Linked DNA regions of Mus musculus: region 1 is linked to region 2. The links are chromatin contacts, called in public Hi-C maps. All regions are on one chromosome and are shown on one strand. The core of a region is the stretch at or near the end of the contact, and the rest is flanking DNA. Distances in the headings are between cores, read along the strand shown.

Region 1 (6,560 bases), core at 308-2,807, 510 kb before region 2:
TACAGTCCATTCTGATCAAACAAGACATATACCAATGAAATGTACTATTGATACCAAATGCAGATGTAAATAGAATGAGTTATGAGACTATTGGCATAGCAGGGCATATGAAGGCACAAAGCAACAACCTGCTGCAAGATATGTTAGAAGTGTGACTGAGAAAGAAGAACCAAAGCCCATTATATTTTCCTCAACCCATGGCATCTTGGTTAGGATGCTCAATGAAAGTACTATTTAATAATACACCCACACAGGCCACCAAAGAGTCTCCTTCCTCAACCTACTGAGAAAGCTACTCGAGTTGACTGGGTCGGACTGACAATGAGGATGTTTCACTGACTGGCCTTTGCAGTCAGCACACATCATCCCTGAGACCCATTGTGTTACAAGATTGGAAAGGCAGCTAGCTGTAAGTGGAACATTTTCACCTTTATGAGAATTTCTAGCTATTTCCAGGGGGAAAAAAAAAAGCAAAACAGGAGCCCAAACTGTACTCTTTGCCCATCCAGGACAGAAAGTATGCTCTTTCCATGACCCAGGGTCTGACTTGCTATATCCCTGTCTCTGTCTTTCTTTCTCTCTCTGTCTCTTTTCCTCTCTCCTCTTTCTGTTCTCATTCACGTGTTTGTGCTCTCCGCTGCTTGTTTACTCTGCCTTTTATTTCTCTGGTTTATCACTGGCTCCTTTGCTTCCCATCATTTGATACATTATAAGTTTGGAATCTTTACCAGTTGTCCCCTTCAAAGAAAGCCCATTTCCTCCACATAGAATGTCTTTGGAACTGTGTGAATAAATCTGTTGAGAACGGGTAGATGGTTTCTAGGTAATCTGTGCAGACAGAACTGCCATTCAGTTCTGGAGCTTCAGATCAACCATCTGCAGAGAGAACCATCAGAAGCAAATTGGTATTTATGGCGAAACTGTCCTTTGCCCTCAACCCAACATCAAATTTGAAAACTTTCCAAGCTGTATCACACGTGTACATCTGGCTTTTGATGCTTTGAGGTGTGTGTCGGTGAGGAGGAATAGAGCTGATAAATATAGTTCCATTCTTTCATCCATTGGTGACCCAATTTTCCAGAGTCATTTTGCATGCAGAGAAAAAGAGTAATGATAGGCAGAATAAAATTGTGTCGTGAAAATGTGTTAAAAAAAAAGACATTTTAAAGATATTTGGTACTAGGCAATGACTTATCAAAAAGGCATTAACTACGTCCCCAATTATAAATATTGATAGTAAGAATATAATTTATCAGTACTAAGAGATTTTTCTAGTGTGGAGATGGATCTAGGTGCAACCATTTACACTGGTATGTCCCAAGGCATTCTGGTGGGAGCATCCAAGGATCCATGAGAAAAATAAAAGGCATGGAAGTCCCTCCTTGCCTAGCAACAATGGCTCTTTTCACGAATGTAGACGCAGAGCATGTCAATTCTTCCCAACCCCTCCCTGTATTCTTCTGGGAAGAAATCCCCACTCTCACTTTCTGCGTAACTTGGTGTAGTTCATGCTGGTGCCAAGTTGGACACAAGGGGGCACCGAAGAGCCACGGATTTTGCCCTCGGACCTTTCCACGAGTACAGTTTCCAACAGCAGCAAAGGCCAGGAAACCCTGGCCTTCTGGGGCAGAATACCTTCTCCTCAAGAAGCTGGCAGACCCATCAGCATGGTGGAACGGGAGGAATCAGCAAACGTCATCCACAGCTTGTGTTTACCCCTGCTTCCATCATGGCGCTAACGTTACAGCACCCCATGATGGTGGATAAAGTACCATATTAAATTCCCCTCCCTCCTTCCTCTGCAACCTCTCTACCATTCTCTCTTTCCTTCCTTCCTATTTTCTTTAACCAATTCAGCATTGCATCATGCTGTTTTAGAGAAATTGCAACAAAAATCTATTTTAGAAGAATCACCCGATATTAGAAAAAGTGATAATAGGCTTCCCAACAATGCATGTCAAGGACTGGCATCCTGACTGCATTCTTAACAAAGAAATTATTATTTTTCAATCCATCTGTTTGCCAAAGGAGACAGTTGCTTGTTGATTTCTTCTCCGAGCTTTGTCTCCTATCCTTACCTTAACAGTGAAAAACTGGCAGGGTTCTTGACACAACCCAAAGAGCCACGGGGTAATTCGTAGGGCAACAATAAAGTTATGTGCTAGTTTCTCTCATTGAAAAGGAGATGGGGAATTTGACTATTGATTTCAATTTTTCTCTGTCTGCGCAAGAGAGCTTGAATTTTATTAAACGCAGTCAATTTGTGATGAAATATTCTTTTTATTTTTCAAGATAGATTGCTGATTTACTTTCGAATGGTGGGAAAATAAGTCTTACCTGCTGGGTGCTGAAGAGAAGCACTTATTTGCTTTATCGATTTGGTCCATTTTTGTGAGATGTTTTCTATGTATTTTTTATTTAGCTACAAAACCTGCCTACAAAAGGTCCTGGCTCCTGGACTGCTTCAGTCTCCTGGAGAGCAGTTCCGGAAAGAAAAATTTGGGATTTATAAATAATTCTCTTGACAGAGAACCATTTCTTCAGTGGAAGCCTGTCCCTCAAGTGTGAATAAGCACAGATATAACTCCTGTACTTTTTGATTGGTTAGGTTCTCTTGTAGTTTGAAAATATGAATGAAAGAAACTTTTTGTCTTCCAAGTAGGACCTGCAGCTCATTGTCAAGAAAGAGGTGTGGAGCATCAGGGGTAATGTCATTCATGCAAAAGATGCTAGCTTTCAAAAACAATCCTCTGGCCTACACGTCTTTATTTTTGTATCAGAGGATTAAAAACCTCTTTTCTGAAAACAAAATTATGGTAATACTTCTTTGACAAAAAAAAAATCTTTATTTATTGAAAGATGTGTTTTTAAAGAGCATTCAGTCACAACGGAGAATACTTGACCTGGGATTCTAAGAGGGAAATGAGTTGTGCAGCTTTCAGTAAAATGTATGTATGCTTATGTATGGGAACCAGAGTGCATCTTGGAGTGAAAAGGTGAATCATTTTCTAGGAGTTAGGATGGTAGGTGATGTAACATTTGGATTGTTTATTTTATAACATGTTTTATAGGGAAAGGGCATTGGGAATTTTCGTCACAGTGATTCGTTTGGATACACGACACCAATTATGTTATATTTTAGGGAATGTTGGAATTAAATCATTTGACTGCTGGATTGTTTCCAAGTAGTATAGAATTCCAGTGGTGATAACCACTCCCAATCCATAGAGAGCATCAGACTGAGAGTTTTCTATGTAGACTGGAAAGATAAAAGGCAAATTTTGTTACAATTTAAATTGTGACTAGTATCTTAAGGAAGTAGACCCAAGACCCATAGCACTTTAATTTCCTGGGCAATCAGGTAAGACTGGCAAGTTCTAAAGAACTCTTAAGAGTAGTATAAGGACCTACACTGGAACCAGTGGCTGAGTTGTACAGCAAGATTTTTGTTAAATGAATGCTGGTTTTTGTAGAGTATGTGTGTGTGTGTGTGTATACACGTGTGTACATGCTTGTGTGGTGTATGTGTGTGTGCATGTGTGTGATAGGGCATAGCAAAGGGTTCTCACTACAGGGAGACAACTAACTGCGTGTGAATAAGGGCACTCACTACAGAGAAACAGCAACCAACAGTGTGTGACTATTGACAAGAGCCATACTGGCACAAATGTGATGTGTAATGTGTGTATGTGTGTGTGTAGTGTGTGTATGTGGTGTGTGTGTGTGTGTGTGTGTGTGTGTGCCCTTACATGGCAGGATTATAAAGCACACATACCTCTGCCCCTTTATCTTTTACAAGAGAACTGGTATGTTGTAAGTTAGTTCATATTCATAGGAGGTCAGTTAATTTTCTTCAGCTTTTAGTCATGCATAGAAGACAGCTAAAGATAGCAGATCTAAACCATTTCTTCTCCAGTATGTGCCTAAAGGTACTGATGCTGGGCTTTGAGAATACATTTAAATGTTAGAGGAAGTAGGATTTCTAGGCCAGTGATGGAAGTTAAATAGGTCCCTTTGTTTTGAACAGGGAGTGTGTAAAGGCTTTCCCTTTGAATAAGGATGGAAGCTAAAATACTTTTCTAGGACCGTTTCCGAATTTAATAACGTTGGCACTCAGGAATTTCAGTTTTCCCATCTATGGAGTGATCATCATTTGCACATTGCACATGGTAACCCATTCCCCACGGCTTATAGTTGTGCTTGTTTGGGACAAGGGCATTTGACAGGTGTTGGCTGCGGTTGTTCCCATTCTAAGTTTCCAGGCAGTGCATATGAAGGCAGTCTGGGAACACTTGCTGATCACTGGCAAGAGAGAAAGCGCTTGTAGGTGAGGCTGAGGTGGCAGGGTAGGAAGTAGTAACTGGAGCTTGCAGACAATAAACTTGCAACAGTTTTGCCAATTTGTCCATTTTTGAATTGTTTTGCAAAGGGATAGGAGGAAGAAAACTAAAGCAGTGATAACTGTGGATTCCCTGACCAGCACCTTTTCATATTTCCACTTCCATCCTTATAATTCATCATGAGGAGCCATTTGCCCATTCCCAGTATGGCTCTTGTCCATAGTCACATGCAGGTGCTTGCTGTTTCTCTGTAGTGAGCACCCTTATTCACACAGTTAGCTGCCTCGCTGTAGCAAGCACCCTTTGCTATGTCCTAAAATATACACTTTTCCTGGTTGTGCTGTGTCGTTGTTTTGGAACATCGCATGTTTTAATAAAATTTTAACGGTACTAATTTTTTTTCTCACTTGGTTTCCTCCAATACAGCATGTGGTCAGTTTTATTATTTGTTCATTCTTGCTTTTCTTTATGGCCGCTTTCTCTTCTAAACACACTTCAAAAAAAAAAAAAAAGTGAAGAGATATCTGTGGAATGACTTTTTGAAATGATTATGTGGCCTTGTAAGTTTTTCTTCCATTGTAAGTCATATTTAGATATAAAAAGCTTTCAACTCCAGATCATGTGCTATTCAGATTATTCCAGCTCACTTCTAGTCTTTTATTATAAAAGCTCATTTATTTATTTGCATTTTAAGGGGGATTCTCTTGAATGTATGTGTATTTGGATGTGTGTGTGTGTGTGTGTGTGTAATTATGTGTATTGTCTCAGCCAGAGAGAACCTTAGTAAGCCGTCCAGGTATCGGTGCACAGGAACAGGGATGAAGACAGGGCAATGGGCTGTACTCACACATTACAGTGACCAAGAACCAGAAGCCGAGACAAGGGTGTACATTTGTGGTCTCATAGTAGATCTCTGACTTCATTCTGTGCTCTAAGAAAAACAGACTTTTCATGAGTCATTTCAAGAAATACTTTCTCACAGCCCCTTCAAAGCCTTGTTGTGTAGTATTCCTGGGAACATTCTCACCTGGCTGTGATGGTGTCTGGCTTTCAGTGGGGGCCATAGGGGAAATGCAATGCGACAAATGAGTTAGTGTGGCAAAGGTGACTTGGGACTAGGCTGAAAAAGTTGTTAAAATTCATTTCTTATATGGTAAGCCATATCTAATTTCAGAAATTGATTTTTATCAGCCACAATCAGGAGTGACTTTCTGTCTGCAGTCTGTTGTCACACAGGCACTTTCTCCTTTAAGGACATTTGTCTCTCAAAGCTGGGAAGAACACCCAAGTGTGTGAGTGATACACTTTGAATCCCGTCTGCTGATCTACCTGTCAGCCATCCCAGAGTCCTCCTTGTTTCCCCTTTTTTACTGTTCAGGCCCTCCAAAGAACATTATTGTCCCAGCAGACCTTCTATCCAAGGACTGTTGATCACAGCCCAAGAGCTGTCATCTATTTGCATTCTCTGGATGCCTCATTATTCACAACATTTGATGTCCATAAAAACACATTAAAACTATTTCCTTGAGCAAAAATAATCAGCTCTCTGCTGTACATATCATTTGTATACTCAAATTGTAAAATGTAAATTGATATATAAGAAAATGGCCCATTAACTTTTTCATTAATGACAATCCGACATTCTGTGTACCGGCTGTGGGAGGATCCTGCCTTCACGTTAGCAACCTAGAGGGTGAATGGACCCTCCTCCGCCTTCCTTTCTAATTTCATAAAAATGATGGATGTCGTCAAGCAGGGATTCTCTTAAGGATCTTATTTGTCTTAAAATATGGAACCTTTGATTCATCACAAAGATGAACCACCCTGGTGTACAGGATGGCTCCTGTTTTTAAAAAAAGGAGAAAAATAATTATTTACTATTAGAATATGCCTGGAGGACAAATCTGCCTAATATGTAATTGTTTTCAAATGTTTATCATATTCCAAGTCGTTAATTATATACTTCCATATTATATCGAAAAGAACAAAATCTGAAACTATTCTTAAAATGGATATATTGTGGTCAGATCACTGTCATGACATGCAAATGCTCAGCCCTAAAATACTGGATGAAACTTTTTATTATGAGATAGGGGCAGTTTTATTAAATTTCGTTTGGATTTTCTTTGATTGCTTGTCCAGGAGAGTTTAACGCATGCTGTTTATACAAGTGAAGACTGACTGGATCACCCATCCCCATTTAGTGTTATTAGAAGCCTT
Region 2 (6,131 bases), core at 3,518-6,017:
CAGCAGCTTTGTCTGAAAATTAATTTGGAATTTAAGCAATGGCCTTTTTGAGAAACATTGAACACCTAATTTTTTATACTGAGCCTTCTGAACATTTAGTAATGGGGTCTGAGTTACACTGAAATAGAAGCTTCATTTTCCGCTCTGAATCCTACACAATACAATTTTACCTATAAAAGAGAGCCCATCTCTGTAAACTGGGGAAATATAAATTTGTAATTTCCCCTTTCTTAGAGTCAGCCATACAATGCAATTATCATAAGAAGATTGCTTTAAACATGCAATTATAAATATGGCATGATTCTATAAATTATCTGTAATTTATTTATAAATCTATTGCAAAAGCTAATGTTTAACACATGCACACATTTTTTATATTCCTTTTCCTTTTTGGTTCTGTCATATCATTAGATAAATATACTTAATGAAGGTTTATTATGGAAATAAAATAATCTAAACAGCATTGTATGGTACACTGTATTGTGAAAGTTATTTTAAAAGCCTATTAAAGTCTCTGCTCGTGCTTGTCCAAGTTTGCTAGAGGCAGGGATGATAACTTAGAAGAAAACTCTAGTTTGCTTATTCCATCAATACATTCTTGTTTATTACTCAGTCTAGCTACTCTCCCTTTTAGCCATCCAATTTCTGTAGTTTAGCGTTAAGTAAGACTACAAGTCAAGAGAATTTTTAAATGAATTCTGGTGTCTAAAGGCTACCAGAATTTTAAGATAAGTTTGTTATCTAGTAAAAAAAAAAACAGGATAATAAGTGTGTCTTACAAAACATGCCTTGAGCTCTAAGCATCATTTAACTTTTCTGAAAAGAAATATACCAAGAACATGTATTAATTGATGTGTTCTGTTCAGTGCAAACCAATTAACATGGTATTGTATTAAAAGGAAATATTCATCAAGCTAACAAAGGAGTATTTTAGTTTTGATTGGTAGAAATGGGTTTCTCCAGTAATTGATGTTTTGATATCTTGGTATTTTATGGTCAAAGAAAGAGCTTATATACCCAAATGCATTTCCATGGGAAAGACCCAGAGATATCAATGGTGAACTCTGCTGCCTGACTTGAGCGTTGGATCCAGTCCCGAATATCTCTGTAGGAAGCAGTTAACACTGCCTCACCTCTGGGCTGCTGACTGAGAGCATACTCTGAACAACGTGGTTCTAACAGTGACCTATCAGTAGGAAAATACAGAAGCAAAATATGGAGACGAGCTCAAAGGGATTCTGTCCAATCCCACATCATGGGTGAACACAATGGTTCCATGTCCAAGTAGAGATGGCCAGGAAAAATGGACAGGTCATTCGGGAAAGGCCTTGGTCTCATGATACAGAAGATGTGCACTCTCTAAAGACATCAGGCACCCCAGTTTCTGGAGGTCATCTTTTCAAGTCACTGTGTTATTCTTTTATTTCAAAGGGTGGGCATTTTAAGGCCACACTATACATTTTTTTTATTAGATATTTTCTTTACTTACATTTCTTTTTTTTATTTCATTTTTATTAGATATTTTCTTCATTTACATTTCAAATGCTATCCTGAAAGTCCCCTATATCCTCCCCCACCCTGCTCCCCAACCCACCCACTCCCATTTCCTGGTCCTGGCATTCCCCTGTGCTGGGGCATATGATCTTCTTAATTTCAGTCTTTAAGGGACAATGTCAGGCAGGGATGAAATCCCAACACCCAGACATTCCCTTTGGGAAAAGTATTTTTTAAAAAGTAAATGTAGTACTATCTCTCTAAAATAAGATCTTACTCAAAACCTCAACCAGCCAAAATATATTTTTAAAGAAAGATAAAAGTGGAAGCCTCAGGCTGCTGGCTTCTACCCCACTGTTCACATATGGCAGTTACTTTGGAGTCATCCGTGGCCATTACAGGAACTCCAGGCATCCAGGTGGAAAACAGGAATACAGGCCCTATGAGAGGCATGCCTTTCAGGCTCACCTAATATGAAGATACATGTAGGTATATATCATATACCCACACAGGTATGCATATATTGCATTATATGTATTCCAGTTTCTTGAACTATGAGTCATAACTTTACACAGGTTCACATGACTAAATGTGGAGTTTGCTAAAAAGGTTTCTGAGTGCACAGGAAACAAAAATCAATTGGAAATCAAACAGGTCTGACAGCCTTTGTGCTGTATGCTATGTTTTTGTACGGCCTGGTTTCTGCACACACAAAATGTGCTCTTTGCATGTCATCCTGTCACAGGATGCCAAGCATGGTACCTGGACTGGCAGGCTTTGACCTGAGAGCACAGTACATGGAATTGGGAAGGATTCACTGTGGTGCAGTGCTGTCTTCTCTTAGAGAAACCTAAAGGGGAGGAAGACTCAGTGGGTAAGAGCGCTTGCTATATAGTACCAGGACTTGAGATTGAATCCTGAAAATTCCAGTTGGGTGTGGTTTCCTGCATCTGAAAACCGAGCACTGGGGTGTGAAGATGGATCACTGGGGCTTGTTGTTGCAAGTCTAGGTTACAAGCTACAGAGTTAGTGAGAGACCCTGTTGTAAGGGAATATGGCAGAGGGTGATAACAGACACCTGATATTATTCTCTAGCCTATGTGTACTCATGGATAGGAACACACAGCATGCCACATGTACCCCAAACATATAACATACACACTTACAAATAACTAAAACCTAATGTCTTAATTATAGTAAATAAATATTTTACTGCTTCCTGCTATAATTCCTCAGTATATAAATATAAATCAGCATATCTTTGGGTTGTATTGTGGTGTAATTCTTGATTTTAAATAATGCTACTTATTGAGTTCAGTTTTATAAAAGACCATTAGGTGAATTTTGGTTTGGAATTAGGACAGAATTCCAACTGTTTCTGAAAAGATCCCAAAAATGCATTTGTTATTTTGAGCTACATGCTGGTACATAGAGGTGTTCTAGGTATTAACAATAGTAAAATGAACAATCTATCTGAAAAGCACTGGAATGTTCTCTACCTTGTAGTATCAACTATTAAGACAGTTTAATTCTTTATGTCAAAATAAACACATCCATCCTATTAGTAAGCAATTTTCCTTTCTTCTGTAATTAATAATAAATATATATACATATATATACTAAAATATCATTCTGTTTTATTTATATGTAAATGTTTTGTGTATGTGGCTGTTATTGGATACTATAGGCCATGTAAAAATTTCTCAAGTTAAAAGGACAACCAGTGGAAAGTTCAAGAAACCCAGCTATGCAATAGTTGTATACATGTATTGTATACACAGGTGTGTACACATGGGTGTGGTTTTTTGGGGGCTTAATATTAATATAAGCACACCTAAACATATAAGGACAGAGTTTTTGTGAGACAAGCTTTTGCTAAAGAGCCCAGACTATACTTGTCCTGCAACCCCCTTGTCTCAGCCTTGTTTATGCTGACATTGAAGGCATGTGCTACCACACAGGGCAGCGAGAGGTCATAAGGAAAAGAGAAGTCACTGTGACTGTGATTGGTTCCATACCCGGGGTGTGGAAAGACAAGCTGTGCAGTATTTCTCCTCTGCTGGGCATATTTTCAGAGCCGTGCGTGGGGATTTATCTGCATACACTGTGCCATTTATAACACTGCTGCAAATAAGGAAGACCACGCTCATTAGCAAGCATCGCCACTGTTTGGATAAGGATATTAGGCAGACATGGCTGAAATGCGAGACTTTTTTAGAGAAAAGAGACAAACCTAGAGATAGGAATCTGCATCTTTATCTTCTGCCTGTTTACTGCTTCATGAACAAAACGAAAAGGAGGAGGACGGAGAGGGCAAGAGGAGGGAAAAGGGGCGCTTTATAAGCTGGGGCACACAGGGCAGAGTGTGAGTATCTTAACTAAGCAGAGATGATTTCACCATGCAATTTCTCAGAAATAGTGACTCCACCTAAAGAACTTCCTGCCCTAAAACACTAGAGCTACAGATGGAAAGAGAACTTAAGAAAAAGATTTAAAAAAAAAATCATTTATCTCTACCAGTTTGAACAAATGTTGACATATAATGCAGATAAGGATTTAAACTTGACTGGCTAGTTGCCCTCACCTTCCTTCAGTCTCCACGACCCCCACCCCCACCCCCGCGCGCCCCATTTGCCTCATACAGCGATTTGTGGTTTTGCATATGCAACTGTTTTCCGTAGGGTAATTTTTGCTTCTAAATCCCGAGAAAAGAATAATCAGGTGCCCGCGAAGTGGTGTCTGCTCATCTCCCCACACGTGACCGCTTTCTGTCTGGTGCTTTGTCATGGTGCCTTCAGAACAGACTTCAGCGGCTCCCTTTGTTATCCTGGCCTGATAAATAAACAGCACAAAATTACCGAACTTATTATGGTAATTGAGAGAAGGGACCGGAATGCTGAGCTCGCCCCCCGCCCCCTTCTCTCGCAGGGCCGCTGCAAAAGTTGTCCAAACCTGGGCTGCACTCCAGCTGATGTGTAACCTCAGCACCTCTCCTGAAGCCCCTTCTCTTCCCCCCAGCTTCCCCACCCTTGGTGATTGTTTTCTGTCCATCTCAAGCTGGGTGTCAGTTCATTTAGATTTACATCAAGTAGTAAATTAAAATAATCACTCAGCAAACACTCTGAGCTCAGTTTTCCCTTTCAGGCAGGAGTTGCACGAGCTGCTTGAAGCATTCAAGCAGAAAATATTGCTGTCTAGATATTTGTCCTCTGGGTGATAAAGGAGGCATTGTCTTGGGACCCACTCAGGCCTTGGAGCCGCTCTTCACTGTGCATCACAGCTGTGAAGCGCGCTTTGTTATGTGTCTGAGGACTCGGGTTCAGGACCTTGTTTTTCTAGAAATACCAGACTGATCAGAGCTGCATATGTTCAGGGGAAAGCAGGGGTCGGTGGTTCTCTGTCCACATTTTTACTAGATTATTCTTGGACAGAACTCTGGGAAAATACCCTGCAGCATAAACCATCCCAAGAGTTTTGCTTTGTTTTAATTCATTTTCTCCCCTTTCCTTGCTTTTCCCTCTCTGTTTGCATTCTGCATTTTTAAACTCCCAGAAAATGCTGCTGTTGATCTGCATAAGTCAGAAACAAAGGCTTACAGCTCTGCGGCTTTCCCCGCTTTGAACCTGGGGCCATAATGTACCAAGTTATAAACCTGTTCCTTTGTGTTCTCATTACAGCACATCTATCTGCCCATTTAAAAAATCAAACTGTGGGTTCAGCCACCTGGGAGGAAACACAGAGTGGGCTAAAGAGGCTTTTCCACACTTGTAAATGATCACTGAGATCTTGAAATGAAAGTAGTTGACGAGGAAAAATGAAGCTGAATGAATTAAAAGAAAAGCTAAAGCTGGAAGTCTACAGTCTCTAACTCGTCACATTGTTATTTCATCGGTTTTTTTGCAGGTATGTTTCACAGAGTGCAAAGGAGTAAAATATTTGTTACTCGAAAGTAGCGAGAGCAAAAACATCAAATGATAAGATGAATGGTGACAGGCGTCTGAATGAAAATTGGAATTTTTTAGTCAATTATCTGAATTTCTCTGAATAGTTCCACTTGCTTGCTTAATTGACTACAGCTATTGATTTTCAGCTAGATATTTGACATTATGTTGTATTTGTATTTAAGCCAAGATCACTATCATGAGTGTGCGATCTGATATATTCTTTATTTTCAAATATGTATCTTCACTTTTTAAATGTGTTTATTTCAAAACAGAAGCAGAAGCATATCAAGTAAAACCCACACTCTCAAATAAATAACATGTGCATACATATGCATACATGTACATACGCATGCATACATGTATATATGCATGCATACATGCCACATGACTTTCTTATGATTGCATGGTTTCATATTCTTGAAGTTAAATAGCTTCCACTTTGGAGTGTTCTCTTTCTGTAGCTCTATGGTGATTGAAGCCATGGCTCTGCCCTGTGGCCCTACCACCAGCTGTAAAGTTCACCCTTTGGACAGTATGAATCTTTTCAGTAAAGACATGTCTGTGAGAACCGGAGATGCCATTGGACTGGCAACTCTAAGCCCTCCAATTATGCCAGGCTCTGTGAAAATAAATTGAAAGAATCACCAGACCAGAGAGAAAAATCATAGATCGATTCCAGTCATAGAATGGAGT

The links. Hi-C and Micro-C count contacts between places; a contact is called where the count stands out from the background.
Region 1: a contact with region 2 is called in a Hi-C map of cerebral cortex, with 3 times the contacts expected there. The contact joins two enhancer-like sites. A contact is called at or near these places in 3 of 484 Hi-C or Micro-C datasets (cerebral cortex, cortical neurons and forebrain), 2 of 115 datasets of contacts at active chromatin or transcription factors (differentiating embryonic stem cells and embryonic forebrain) and 2 of 9 other capture datasets (embryonic stem cells and embryonic tail).

The regions. Positions count from the first base shown.
Region 1 is chr11:25,857,953-25,864,512 of GRCm38.p6, reverse strand. All of the region lies in intron 2 of 5730522E02Rik (RIKEN cDNA 5730522E02 gene), which reads left to right. Among named protein-coding and RNA genes, the nearest start is that of Gm51856, 78 kb to the right of the region's middle. Within about 2 kb of position 1,557, at least 18 of the 459 cell types and tissues checked have an H3K27ac peak or open chromatin away from gene starts, as enhancers often do. A contact at or near this core is called in cerebral cortex, cortical neurons and forebrain, where this site is marked.
Region 2 is chr11:25,355,642-25,361,772 of GRCm38.p6, reverse strand. It overlaps 4933427E13Rik (RIKEN cDNA 4933427E13 gene), which reads right to left. Exons shown (of 8, transcript NR_045853.1): 4 at 4,137-4,326; 5 at 3,513-3,618. Among named protein-coding and RNA genes, the nearest start is that of 4933427E13Rik, 33 kb to the right of the region's middle. Within about 2 kb of position 4,767, at least 71 of the 459 cell types and tissues checked have an H3K27ac peak or open chromatin away from gene starts, as enhancers often do. A contact at or near this core is called in cerebral cortex, cortical neurons and forebrain, where this site is marked.